Regions from separate parts of the Mus musculus genome. Here region 2 is linked to region 1. The links are chromatin contacts, called in public HiChIP or PLAC-seq maps. All regions are on one chromosome and are shown on one strand. The core of a region is the stretch at or near the end of the contact, and the rest is flanking DNA. Distances in the headings are between cores, read along the strand shown.

Region 1 (7,110 bases), core at 2,013-4,512:
CAGATGTAGCTGTCTCTTGTGAGACTATGCCGGGGCCTAGCAAACACAGAAGTGGATGCTCACAGTCAGCTAATGGATGGATCACAGGGCTCCCAATGGAGGAGCTAGAGAAAGTACCCAAGGAGCTAAAGGGATCTTCAACCCTATAGGTGGAACAACATTATGAACTAACCAGTACCCCTGAGCTCTTGACTCTAGCTGCATATGTATCAAAAGATGGCCTAGTCGGCCATCACTGGAAAGAGAGGCCCATTGGACACGCAGACTTTGTGTGCCCCGGTACAGGGGAACGCCAGGGCCAAAGGGGGGGAGTGGGTGGGTAGGGGAGTGGGGGTGGGTGGGTAAGGGGGACTTTTGGTATAGCATTGGAAATGTAAATGAGCTAAATACCTAATAAAAAATGGAAAAAAAAAAAAAAAAAAAAAAAAAAGAAAATTGGACATAATACTACCAGAGGATCCAGCAATACCTCTCTTGGGCATATATCCAGAAGATGTTCCAACCGATAAGAAGGACACATGCTCCACTACGTTCATAGCAGCCTTATTTATAATAGCCAGAAGCTGGAAAGAACCCAGATGCCCCTCAACAGAGGAATGGATACAGAAAATGTGGTACATTCACACAATGGAGTACTACTCAGCTATTAAAAGGAATGAATTTATGAAATTCCTAGGCAAATGGATGGACCTGGAGGGCATCATCCTGAGTGAAATAACACAATCACAAAGGAACTCACACAATATGTACTCACTGATAAGTGGATATTAGCCCAGAAACTTAGGATACCCAAGATATAAGATACAATTTGTTAAACGTATGCATGAAACTCAAGAAGAACGAAGACCAAAGTGTGGAACTGTGCCCCTTCTTAGAATTGGGAACAAAACAACCATGGAAAGAGTTACAGAGACACAGTTTGGAGCTGAAACGAAAGGATGGACCATCTAGAGACTGCCATATCCGGGGATCCATCCCATAATCAGCCTCCAAACACTGACACCATTGCACACACTAGCAAGATTTTGCTGAAAGGACCCAGATATAGCTGTCTCTTGTGAGACAATGCCGGGGCCTAGCAAACACAGAAGTGGATGCTCACAGTCAGCTATTGGATGGATCACAGGGCCCCCAATGGAGGAGCTAGAGAAAGTACCCAAGGAGCTAAAGGGAATCTGCAACTCTATAGGTGGAACAACAATATGAACTAACCAGTACCCCCAGAGCTCTTGACTCTAGCTGCATATGTATCAAAAGATGGCCTAATCGGCCATCACTGGAAAGAGAGGTCCAATGGACTTGCAAACTCTATATGCCCCAGTACAGGGGAACGCCAGGGCCAAAAAGTGGGAGTGGGTGGGTAGGGGAGTGGGGGGGGGTGTATTGGGGACTTTTTGGATAGCATTGGAAATGTAAATGAGGAAAATACCCAATAAAAAATTAATTCTAAAAAAAAAGTATCTTGGGGATTGCAGAGGGTACAGAACACTGGCAGATTTAGTAAAGAACAATCTTTACTCTATCAAAATGGCTACTTAGTAAACAAAATGCATCTGTCCATACCCTTGAGGAGAGAGTTTGTCCAGCCATCCACATTTCTCCTTGGCTGCTGAAGATCCATAGAAGCAGGCATAGGGAGAGATGGCATTTGAGATGGTTGATGACGGTTCAGTATTTCCACTCATGGAGCTTAAAGGATAACTGTGCCTATTGAAGGGGTCCAAGTAGAAGGCTTTTTGAGTCCTAGACTTGGACGCTTTGGAATTTTTTCTTCTTAAACTCTGGAAGCATTCCTCTACTGTGGAGTATTCTGACTCAGAGGCCGAATCCTGTGCAAGGTTATTTTTATCCTCGCGGGGTATCCAAATGTCTTCGACTTTGTCTTCACTCACTTTTTCCTTCCTGTTATCATATATGCTTGACTGGGTTAGGATAGAGTTTCTTGTAGTGGCTGCTTCCTCTTTAACTGTGTTCTCATGCGGCCAAAACTCATTCTTTATAGATCGCTTCTTGGAACTTTCTAGTCTCTGGAAGAGAAATGTCTCTCCATAAGGAAAGATGGAAGTTGAATTATCCTCATTTGAATTTTTCAGTGTCAAAGACTTTCCAGCTGAGGTAGTATTACTTCTTCTGTCACGGAAATAGCTCCCTGGGATTGATTTTGTTGACCCTGGGATCTCTGGTACAGAGCGATGTCTCAGTAGAAATGATCGAGAAGGTCTGGAAACCAACTTGCTCCGGCTTCTCATGGGGCCGTGGACTGGTGAGGACGGAACGTACAGTTCATTCACAACCATCTCGCCCTGAAACTGAAAGAACGGGGTTGGCGGGAAGCTTTCTAATACGCCATTCGTCCCGTTTCCAGAATGTGTGCCTGATGTTGGACAGTCCCCAGAGGGAAGACATTCAGTGTTTGTACTAAGTGCCTTGCTGTAATCTTCTGAGGTCAAATTGCCTTTTTCTGTGTGTTCTTCTCCAGCTGTGTACTCCACAGCCCTCTTGGTAATCAAAGGATCTATTTTGACATTTACACCACCAAATAAAGAATCTTTCGAAGAATCCACGTTCTGGTGTAGTTCTTCTTCTGGACAGGGCAGGTCATGTGAAGAAAGACATAGCTTATCATGTGATTTCGGAGACTGACAGTTTCCTTCACTAAGGGTACTGGTTGTAACCATCTCTGATGGTGCCGGGCCAGGTCTATGGACAGTAACGGAATCGGAACACTCTATGCCGGTGTGGCTGCTGGAAGATGGATCACTGTGTTGTTGCTCTTTTGTGGTGCTGCCGTTCTTTGCCTTATGCACATTTGCATATATGGGGAAGTCTTGCATTTTTGAAAAGATCATTTGTAACTGTTTCAGTATCCTCCTACGGTGTCCAGTAGGTGATATTCCAATCTGATGGAGTACGCTGTCATTTATCGACGTGCAGTCCCTCACGGTATAAAAACCGAATTCACGGAAATGTAAGAGGTACTGCTCCAAATTGATGCTCATCAGGAAATCTCTGATGTCCGCATTTACTTCGCTGACTGAGGACATAATGGTGGCTTCATTACTATGTGAGTGTTAAAAGCTGCACCATGAGACACACACACAAGGAAGTACTTCTTATGGGTTTTTTTCCTCCCTATCACTTCTGACAAAGTCTTTAGAATGTTATTTTCTGTTCATGTGCTCAAACCGCCTTTGGTTTCTCTTCCGACGCCCACTCGCGGGACGCGCAATCCGAGCGACACAATCCAGAGCCGCCTGAGCACTCCACGCGTCCCGAAGCGCTGCGTTCTCGCATCCAGGACCGGACCGCGGCCAGCGCACCCCGGGGACTCGCCTCGCTCGCACGCGGCCCGCGAGCCCCGGCAGCGCAGCGCCGGCTCGTCCCCGTGGGGCGCTGTCCCCGGCGTCGAGCGGGCGGACCCCGCGCCGCACCTGGAGGCGGGAGCGCGGTTGGGCTCGGCGGGCGAGCGCCAGATCTTTTCATCTTCTGAGATCTTCTTCAATTTCTTCCTTCAAAAATTTGAAGTTTTTAATCATACAAGTCTTTCACTTGTTTGGTTAGAATTTCCTCAAGATATTTTATATTATTTTTGGCTATTGTGAAGGTTGTTATTTCCTTGATTTCTTTTTTTTATTCTGTTTGTCGATTGCATGTAGAAGGGCTACTGACTTTTTTTTTTGAGTTAATTATGTATCCAGCCACTTTGCTGAAAATGTTTATCACCTGGAGGAGTTTTCTGGTAGAATTTTTGGGATTGTTTATGTAAATTATCATATAATCTGCAAATAGCAATACTTGGACTTCTTCTTTTCCAGTTTGTCTCTCCTTGGTCTCCTTCAGCTGTGTTTCATGAAACCCACAATTAACTGGAACTTGATGTTTGTTTTTTTCTAGTGATTTTGCTGTTTTACTTCTTCCTTTTAACTGTGGTGCTGGTAATAAACCAAGGGCCTCACAAATGTTGGAGGAAGTGTTTTCCTTGAGCTACATCTGTAGCTCTAGTTTTCATTTTTACATCTTGATTTTCTTGTATGAGTTCATTCTTGAATATTGCATAAGCTGTTTAAGTATAATTTTATACTTTTCCAAAAGTCTACTTGGATATTCTAGAAATTTTGTCAACTCATTTGTACTGCAGTGCACTGAAATGCCACTTTAGTTAAAAGCTCGATTTCTGTGTGAATTTTTTTCTTCTATACAACTGGCCTGCTTGTCTATGTAGGAGTGACTTCTATGATATTTTCATTATTCTTTATTATGCTTTAATGTCTAGCAGGATCTTTTTTTTTAAATTAAACACATTTTTCTTCTTGATATTCTTGTGCATTTCCTTTTTAAAGGGAAGATTTCCTGTAATGTGCATATCTCCATAAAATAGCGCAACATCCTTTAAGAAAGATGAATGACATCAATCCCTTGTGCTGAGGGAAGTAATAAGAAGTGTAAGAATTGGGCCTTAGGTCATGTGGGTTTCAGGAACCAGCTATGATTCAGGTTGGGATTTTCTCTTTTTATTGACTTCCTGGAAATGGTGCTAACTGTCTTGAAGGGACAGAAACTTTGAGGTGAGAGAAGCCTCAGGAGAGGTGGAGGTATTCAAATCATTGCCAGCAAATATTACTGGTTTAGATTTGAGGTGAGGCTGAACACTGTGGCAGTGAACATGTGTAAGAAAGACTGTCCATTTCCTGGTGTCCAGGAAGCATGGAGAAACAAGGAGATGGATGACCAATCAAGTCTTCAACACATGAACCCATAGAAACAAGTCATGTTCAAACCACAACTTCCTTCAAGGATGCTCACATTTCTGCTAAACATTTTCAGGAATAGAGAATTTGCTGACTATATATGTGATAGTCTTTGGAGGCATTGTGTGATAGATCCTGGAGATAGTACCACAGTAAAACTGAGAAATAACAAGGCAAACTCCAAACACATAACTTACATATGTAGTATTCACAATAGCTTTTGTTGTTATAAAATATTAAATATGCATGTTAAATGAAAAATATGAATATTTTTTAAAAACAATAATTGTTGTTTTTTAAAGGGTTAAATGAAGATAAGTGAGCTCCCGTGGGATTGGAGAGATAGCTCAGTTGGTGAGGATCTGAGTTCAAATCACAGAACCCATGCTGAAAACGAACTGTGGTGGTATGTGCTTGTAATCTCAGCTGTTTGAAGGGAGAGACAGATAGATCCCCTGAGCCTACCAGCCAGTGAGCTGAGCATGTCTGGGCAGGTCCAGACCAGTAAGATATTCTGTATCAAAAAACACGGTGTATAGAATCTTAGGAATGACACCTGATACTGCCCTTTGGCCTGCACATCCTTGTGCATATATATGTATACGTGCACAAGAGTACATACACATATGCACACACATATGAACTATTTCTTAGGTCAGAGTATGGTCTTCTTTCTGTAGACTGTATATCTCAATCTAGGCAGAATTCTGGAGGCTTCCAAGGGCTGAATATTAAAGAGCCTCCTCAATGTAAATGGTTGTTAATGGCACTGGTGGTACTTTTAGCAACTTGCTCCATCTTGGTACTGACCTACCACAGCAGTATTTTGATGAAATGCTTTGGCATGCTTTGTTCCACATGCCACACTGATTCTCAGGAAACCCAAGGCTTCTGGGCTCATCTTCCACCAGCACTCCATAGCAGCACCTGAAGGTAAGAGGGAGTCCTTTTGCTTCCTGTAAACTCTGAGTTTCAAGCTGGCCCATGGGCCTCCCTGAATGACTGGACAACAATGCCTTGAAATCCATGAACCTTGTCATGACTGTTCTAGAGCTGGCCAGCAAACCTCACCTCTGTCTCAAAGCCTAACAACGGGAAATGACATTCTCCCACAGCACCTACAACCTTTACAGATCCTCCTCTCATCCGACTTTGGAGAGTAGGATCATTCAAATGCCACTTTCCCACTGTGGGATATCCAGGTAAGAGGGTAATCTCCATTTGTAAACACCTGGCCAAACTCTAGAGCAAACACAATGCAGCTTGGAGTGGAAAAGTGTGTGACTGGCTTCTAGAAGAGGCCACAGACTGGGTGACCAACAGCAGTGGAAATATACTGTCTCACTGTTCTAGATCAAGATGTTATCAGAGTCAGACTCCTTCTGGGAACTGTTGTCAGAGTGTCCTGTAGGCCATATGTATCCCAGGATAGCTATGAATTTGGTCCAATGTGTTTGTAGACAGCAATGCCATGCTGCAATTTTCAAAAGTTGGCCATTCTGTGAGAAGATCCCGTTCTACAATGTTGATGGTTTTCTGCTGATTTTGGCATTTGACTAATAGAGGCCTCACTCCAGTCCTTGCCTTTCCATAGGTCCTTTCCCTTTACATCTATTACCTCCCTTCTCTGTTTGCCTGACTCTGTCCAAATCCTCACTTTTATAAGAGGAAAGCTGGACTGGACTAGGCCCCACCCTTATAGCAATTTTACTTCACTCCCTCCATAAAGATTGTATGTCTATTAAAATTCTTTGCTGGGCATGGAGGCACACACCTCTAATCCCAGTGCTCGGAGCGTGGAAGCAGGTAGATTACTGTGAATATAAGGCTGGCCTGTTTTTACATACTAAGTTCCAGGCCAACTAGGACTACACAGTGAGACTGTCTCAAAAACAAAAGTTATTTATTTATTGTTTGTATATTAATGTGCATGCTACTGTACACATGGAGAGGTCAGGGGACAACTTGTAGAAGTTCTTTCATTCTGTCCTGTGGGTCACAAGAATCAAACTCAGATAGCCAGACTTGGCATTAGGCACCTTGATCTTGCTGGCCCCAGACTTTATTTCTAAATAAAGTAGTATTTTGAAGTACTGGGTACTAAAATGTCAACATCTGTTTTCTTATTGAGGGACACAAGTGCATCACAATGTCTTACAGAGAGCTTTCAGGAACTTTTTATGGCTTAATAAAAATATATATTGAAAGTGATCTCACTTTTAGCTTCTAGAGATGGGCTCTGGTCACCAGTATTGGGAAATAGGAACTATTCCTTTTGGCCTCCTGAATCACCATGGTTACAATAGAGAGAGCTAATAAATGATACTAGAGTGCTTATGAATTGCCATGGGTTAGATAGTAG
Region 2 (7,110 bases), core at 1,803-4,302, 92 kb after region 1:
AGGGAGATCTATGCACCCTCCAACCCCTCACTACATATTTCTTCTTTATCTAACCTCTCTGGTTTATAGCTTGATTATCATTTACTTAACCCTTAATATCCGCTTATGAGTGAACACACACCGTATTTGTCTTTCTGGGTCTGGGTTACCTCACTCAGGATGATTTTTTTTTTTAGTTGCATCCATTTGCTTGCAAATTTCATGATATTTTTTACAGCTGACTAATCCTCCACTTTGTAAATGTACTACATTTTATTTAGCCTCCAGTTGAGGAGCATTTAAGTTGTTTCCAGTTTCTGGCTATTATGAATAAAGCCACAATATTTGAGCAAAGACTTGTGGTAGGGTGGAATGTACTTTAGGCATATGTCCAAGAGTGGTATAGCTAGGTTTTGAGGTGGATCAATTCCCAGTTTTCTGAGGAACTGCCATGTTGATTTCCATAGTGGCTGTACAAGTTTGCACTCTCACCAGCAATGGAGGAGTGTTCCCCTTGCTCCACATTCTTGTCAGTGTAAGCTGTCACTTACATTATGGATCTTATTTATTTTTGACAGTGTATGAGGAAATCTCAGAGTTAATTTTTATTTCCTTGATGGCTAATGATGCTGAATAATTCTTTACATGTTTCTCAGACATTTGAGTTTCCTTTGCTAAGAATTTTCTGTTTAGATCGGTACTACAGTTTTTAATTGCATTATTTGGTTTGTTGATGTTTAGTTTCTTGAGTTCTTTATTTTAGATACTAGACATCTACTAGATGTGGAGTTGGTGAAAAAAAATCTTTTCCCATTCAGCAGTCTGCCTCTTTGTCATATTAATGTTGTCTTTTGCTGTATAAAAGTTTTGCAATTTCATAAGGTCCCACTGTTTATCTTTGAGATTGAGCAATCAGTGTTCTGATCAGACAGTTGTCTCCTGTGCCAATGCATTCAAAACTATTCTTCACTTTCTTTTCTATCAGATTCTGCCTATCTAGTTTTATGTTGAGGTCTTTAATTTCCTTGGACTTGAGTTTTGTATGGGGTCATAAATATGGGTGGGTATATTTGCATTCTTCTATATGCAAACATCTTGTTAGACCAGCACCATTTGTTAAAAATGCTTTCTTTTGTTCCAATGTGTGGTTTTGGTTTCTTTATCAAAAATCAGGTGCCCACAGGTGTGTAGATTTATGTCTGGGTCTTCTTTGGTTTGAGTCCCTTAATCACCATGTTTATTTACGTGAGTATTTTGTGGTTTTTATTACTGTAGCTTTGTAGTAGAGCTTGAGATCAGAGATAGTGATAACTCTGCTGTTTGTCTATTTTTCAGGATTGTTTTAGCTTTCCTGGGTGTGTTATCTTCCTATATAAAGTTGAGAATTATCCTTTCAAGGTCTGCAAAGAATTGTGTTGGAATTTTGATGGGGATGGAATTGAATCTATAGATTGCTTTGTGTAGGATGGCCACTTTTACTGTGTTAATCCTACTGATCTATTAGCATGGGAGATCTTTCCATTTTCTGATGATTCTGGATTTTAAGCCAATGCAAGTCAAGTAAATCTCTTGTGTTAACAAGGCTATTCACATTTACTGTAGTACGATACATCACATTTCTATGTAGTTATGTCTGGAGTACAAAAGATAAGACTGATATACATTTAGCTCTGAGGTGTTAAAGCAAAATCCACATAGAGGCTTAGTTAAGTGCTTCCTTGTAAGCAAGACAGAGAAGAAAGGAGAGAGAAAGAGAGAGAGAGAGAGGGGGGGGGTATGTGTAGAGGGTAGTGAGAGTGCACAATCTGTTGAGGAGGCAGAGACAGGTCAGTGCCTGTGCTCACTAGCCAGATAGCCTAGCCTATTTGGGGAGTTTGAGGCTAATGACCCTATCTCAAAAATCAAGGACAGTACCTGAGAAATGGCACCTGAAGTTATTCTCTGGCCTTCACATATATACATGTCACACACACACACACACACACACACACACACACACACACATACACACACACACGTGGCTCAGGACCACCTTGGAAGAGGAGACAAACAGCTCATTAAGAGGCAGAGATCACAGAGGACCAGCATTTTTGTGTCTTCTGGAAGGCTGGGGGATGCTGGACTCACAAACTCACAGCACCTGTGTTTTCCTGAACAAGATGCACACAAGATCAAACTGATTAATATTCTAGTGTGGAAGAGGTTGGGGAGAGGCAGCTCAGGAGTCTCCATCCCTAACTGAGGGTCTACTGACAGTTGACAGCTCCAGGGCAAGGAGAGTCAGTTTTCTTAAAGGACATAGCCCTAGGGAGGTCGATTACACTCCAGGGGATGGCCTCACACCTGAAAGCATAAGAGTAGCACAAAATAGTCTCCACTGGTTATTGAAATAAACAGAATGCAAAAAATGAATTTGGAATAGGGAGATGGGGGTGGATCCGAATGGAGTTGTGGGAAAGTGGGTGGTAAATATGATCAAACTATATTGTGCAAAACTTTCAAAGAATAAAGTATCATTACAAATGTTAAAAGAAAGATATTTCTATAGAATCAGTTACTTACTGCTTGTCCATAATTTCTATATGACACCGAACGGAAATGAGACAATTCCACTATTGTTAGGCTGGCTGCAACGATCGTAATAATTATGCAGAGTATGTTCAGGGACATAGTACAGAGAATCTGAAAAGGAGACATGGCATAAACGTACAACATTCAGAAGTACTTTGCATATGTTTTTTGTTTATCTGTTTGTTTTTGTTTTACTTTTAAAAATCTAGTTCAAATCTGTTTGTAGTTTGTGAAGCTTTCGACATGTGCTTATGCTTGCCATTTCATGAATCTATCATCAGAAGCTGCCAATTTTTGAATTCTATCAGTTCTCAAAACCTTTGTATGTTTGAATCCCCGGGTTTTATTAGCTGGGAGCATCTGTCAATATGACAGATATCAGAACTTTTTTTAAATTTAGATTTGAGATTTTATTTATTTATGCTTATGGATGATTTGCCTGGATGTTTGTCAGTGTATCAAATACATGCAGTGCTCATGAAGAACAGAAGGGGGCGTCCGAGCCACTTGAAGCTGAATCACAGATGGCTATGAGCCACCATGTCCGTGCTGGGGGAAGAACCTGAGTTCTCTGTAGGAGCAGTTATTGCTCCTAATTCCTGAGCCATCTATCCATTCCCAGAGTTCTTAATGCGTAAAAATTTAAGATCAATTGATTTCTAAGGTGTCTTTCAGGTCTAAAATTCTAATATTTTTATTTCTAAACAGTTCCCATTTACACCATGGACAGATTTTTTTTTTCTTGTAGAATTCCCTACTTTGATACAAAGTACAACCATATTCCCAAAGTGGGTTGACCAGAAAATGAACTATTAAAGCACGTGAATGTTCACATAGAAGAAAGGCTTTAGAGCCTATAAACAAATTTAATAACACTGGTCAGGCAATGGTTAAGAGTAGAAATTCAAACAAAATTATTATTATTTAAATTTAGATGTTTTTGCAGAAGGTCATTGTTATTGTTAACTAGTGTATCCAGTCTACATTAAGTAATCTGATCTCAGGTTTTTATTTCCCTCATTTATTTTTTTAGAGATGGTAAATTCCTTTCTTGTTTAGAGACTAATTTTTCTTTATTGTAAAGATTCACCTGTGTATCTTAGGAGTTGGAGTTACTGGAAGTTGTGAGCCAATGTGGGTGAGGGGAACTGAACTCATGTCTTTTGTAAGAGCCCCAAGTGCTCTTAGCTGCCGAGCCATCTCTCCAGTCCCAACCTTATCTTTTCATTCAAACCTCTTCTATTTTGTGAAAGTGCATACTAGAGACATCCCCCCACATTTCAACTCACCATATGTCTACTTTGATATTTTGCTGCTTTTACAGTGAAGGCCCCTGAAATGACAAACTAGACACAAAACACGTATTGGTAAATACTCATTGAATAGTATTCAGCAACTTAAGCATATTTTGAAACAGCTCTATTTTCCAGGCCAATGGTTTTCAGAATTGTAATAGTAACAAAGAGAGACGTTTTAGTAGAAGGGGTTAAGATGAGCTTCCATTATGAGGTAATGATTTTTTCAAAAGGTGTCAGGTATTGAAAGTAGCAGGAGGGTCACAACAGGCATAAGCAGGGGACAGAGGGCAGGATTGAGGCTGTAGGCTTCTTAAGCCCTCCCGAACCCACAGTCAAGTTTGGTTATGTGATTCCTCTTACATAACTCATTCAGGTGCTATTCCAACTTTTACCCCCAGTAAGAAGTCAGGGACTGCCATGACTGTGTACACATTCAGATGTGGAAAAGGTGGCCCATAAACCCACTTGGACATCATGACTGTACAAAGTAGTCTCTCCATTGAGAGGCTATAGTCTCCATTAAGGCCACAGGGTGCCCGAATTTTCACTTTATTTATCCATTCATGCATGCGTGCATGTCTGGTATATGTGTGTGGTTTATGCACACGGGTGTGCAGGCACATGCCTTTAATCACACATGGTGTAAGGCAGAGTGGTTTGTCTTTCTTGCTCCTCACTTGGTTGCCTTGAGACAGGGTTTCTCAGGAAACTGGAAGTTTGCTGTGGCAGCTGGGCTGGCAGACCACTGAGCGCTTGGAATTTGCCTGTCCTCGCCCCACACTGCTGCTGTTACTGGTATGTGCAGCCATGCCAAGCTTTTTATGTGGGTGCTGGGGACTTCAACTCAGGTCGTCATGATTGCATGCTGAGCAAGTACTCTTGTTCACCGAGTACTTCCCAGCCACCTTGCCTTTTATAAAAATTATTTTAAAAGACATTCCATTATTTCTTTTCAGGATTTCTATTTTTTAAGAAGTACAAAACACTGCTGTGTTGTCTAAAAGCAGGATACACATTTTCCCTGAAGTAGTCTTTTTTTTTTTTAAAAAGTTTTATTTATTTTTGTTTATGTGAATCTATGTGTTTGCCATCAGTTTCTGAAGTCATTAGTCAGTCCAGAGGTCAGAAGTGGGTATCAGATCCTCTGGAATTGAAGTTGCAAGAAGTTGTGAATTCCATGGTATGGGTGTTGGGAATCAAACCTTGGTCCTCTGAAAGAGCAGGAAGTCCCCTAAACCATGGAACTGTCTCTCCATCTTTTCTGTTTTAGCGATTTTGGCAAAGGTTACTTTTGTGAAAAGTACTAGACATGGTCCATACTTTTAAAGATTAACATGAAGTTTTCATATAATATGTTGATCATATTTATCTCCCTCCCCAGGTTCTCCATCCAATTCGATGTTATTTCTTCCTCAGTCAAACAAGCAAGTAAACAAAAACATCACCTTAAAACAGAAAGGTAAAATAAAACAAGCCAACAGCACCACAGTAAAAGCATGCAAAAAAAAGCAAAAAAAAAAAAAACAAAACAAAACAAAAAAAAAAAACAACAACAACAAAACCCAAAAAACCCATGGAGTCTGTTTTGTGTTGTCCAGCTATTCCCTAGTATGAGACCTGCCCAGGAGTGTGACGGATATACCCAGTAACTGATATACTTTATTGAAGAAAATTGATTTTTTTGTTTCTTTCTTGGCAGGCGTCAATTGCAAATAGCTTCTTGGCAGGGGTGGGAGAAGGTGTCTACTTCCCTTTTTCAATGCTGAGATGGAAAATGACAAGTCTGGCTTGAGCTTGTACAGGTCTTGTGCATGCTGCCACAGTCTCTGTGGGTTCATATGTGCAGTATCTCTGTTGTATCTGGGCATGCTGTTTCCTTGGAGGTGCCAACCACTTCTGGCTCTTACATTCTTTCTACCACGTCTTCTGCAGAGATTTCTCTCATGCTCCACACTTTATTTGGGTAGGCCAAACTTTGAAGCTAACACAATTCCACCAGGAGATCGATCCTGTACAGTTGGCTCTTGATCTTCACAGAAGAGATGGCACTGCTAAGGATGGGTACACTGAGGGTAAGAACCGTCTCAGGACCGCAGTGCGGAAGTGTCTTCCGATCATTTTAGATCCAAAGATAGACCTTGTCTTTTATTTAAAATATCGAAGTGGAGGCTAGAGAGATGATCCAGTGGTTAGGAGCGCTGGGTACTCTCCCAGAAGACCCTGGCCTGATTCTCAGCACCCACATGGAAGTTCACAACCATCTGTGACTCCAGTTCCAGGCAATCCAATGCCTTCTTCTGGTTTCTCCAGGTGTTGCACGATATGATGCACAGTCATGTAGGCAAAACTTAAATACACAGGAAATATATTGAAAATATTTATGAAAATATTAAAATTTACATTATTATTTTAAAAGTATTTTATTTATTCTTTGAAAAGCTAATACATAAATGGAGTGTATCTTGTAGGATTTTTTAAATTGGAGTGTTTTCCAACTTATTAGAAAGCATTGGCTTTAGAAAATGTCTTTTAAAGTTTATCATATAAATGACAATTTCTGTATTGGACTACATCTTTAAAATTTAGGTATTTTACTGAAAGTGTTAATTGTGCTATGTGTATGAACATGTCTGTGTGTTAGTGTGTGTGTGTGTGTGTGTGTGTGTGTGTAGGCCAGAGGTTAACTTGGTTGTCATTCCTCATGAGCAGTCCCCTTCCTTCCTTCCTTCCTTCCTTCCTTCCTTCCTTCCTTCCTTCCTTCCTTCCTTCCTTCCTTCCTTCTTTCCTTCCTTCCTTCCTTGCCTCCTTGCTTCCTTCTCTCTCTCTCTCTCTCTCTCTCTCTCTCTCTCTCTCTCTCTCTCTCTCTCTCTCTCTCTCTCCCTCTCTCTCTCTCTTTGGAACACAGTCTCTTGGTGGGATCTAGGATTGTTGATTAGACTTGCTGGCTGATCAGTGAACTGTACATCATGCTTTGTTTTTAAATTGGAAAATTAATTTTCATGGTTTTATTTGTCAAAAAGGAAAAATAAGTAAGGAAATAATATCTTTTAAGAAAAATTAGAATTTTAGAAACCTTGAAAACATATGAATAATGGAATGATTTTCTTTTTTTTTCTTTTATTAGGTATTTTCCTCATTTACATTTCCAATGCTATCCCAAAAGTCTCCCATACTCTCCCCCCGACTCCCCTATCCACCCACTCCCACTTTTTGGCCCTGGCGTTCCCCTGTACTGGGGCATATAAAGTTTGCAAGTCCAATG

The links. HiChIP or PLAC-seq counts read pairs in DNA pulled down with a chosen protein or histone mark.
Region 2: an H3K4me3 HiChIP or PLAC-seq map of bone marrow-derived macrophages shows a contact between it and region 1, with 2.6 times the contacts expected there. The contact joins two enhancer-like sites. A contact is called at or near these places in 12 of 39 promoter capture datasets (the 3T3-L1 cell line, 3T3-L1-derived adipocytes, cranial neural crest and 9 more), 1 of 484 Hi-C or Micro-C datasets (nephron progenitors), 2 of 115 datasets of contacts at active chromatin or transcription factors (CD8 T cells and bone marrow-derived macrophages) and 3 of 9 other capture datasets (adipose tissue, macrophages and pancreatic islet).

What each region holds. Positions count from the first base shown.
Region 1 is chr19:11,089,034-11,096,143 of GRCm38.p6, forward strand. It overlaps the pseudogene Gm336. Among named protein-coding and RNA genes, the nearest start is that of Ms4a8a, 11 kb to the left of the region's middle. Within about 2 kb of position 3,263, at least 18 of the 459 cell types and tissues checked have an H3K27ac peak or open chromatin away from gene starts, as enhancers often do. A contact at or near this core is called in bone marrow-derived macrophages, where this site is marked.
Region 2 is chr19:11,181,264-11,188,373 of GRCm38.p6, forward strand. Ms4a13 (membrane-spanning 4-domains, subfamily A, member 13) reads right to left here. Exons shown (of 7, transcript NM_001347435.1): 4 at 3,840-3,896; 5 at 2,542-2,661. Among named protein-coding and RNA genes, the nearest start is that of Ms4a13, 12 kb to the right of the region's middle. Within about 2 kb of position 3,053, at least 1 of the 459 cell types and tissues checked has an H3K27ac peak or open chromatin away from gene starts, as enhancers often do. A contact at or near this core is called in bone marrow-derived macrophages, where this site is marked.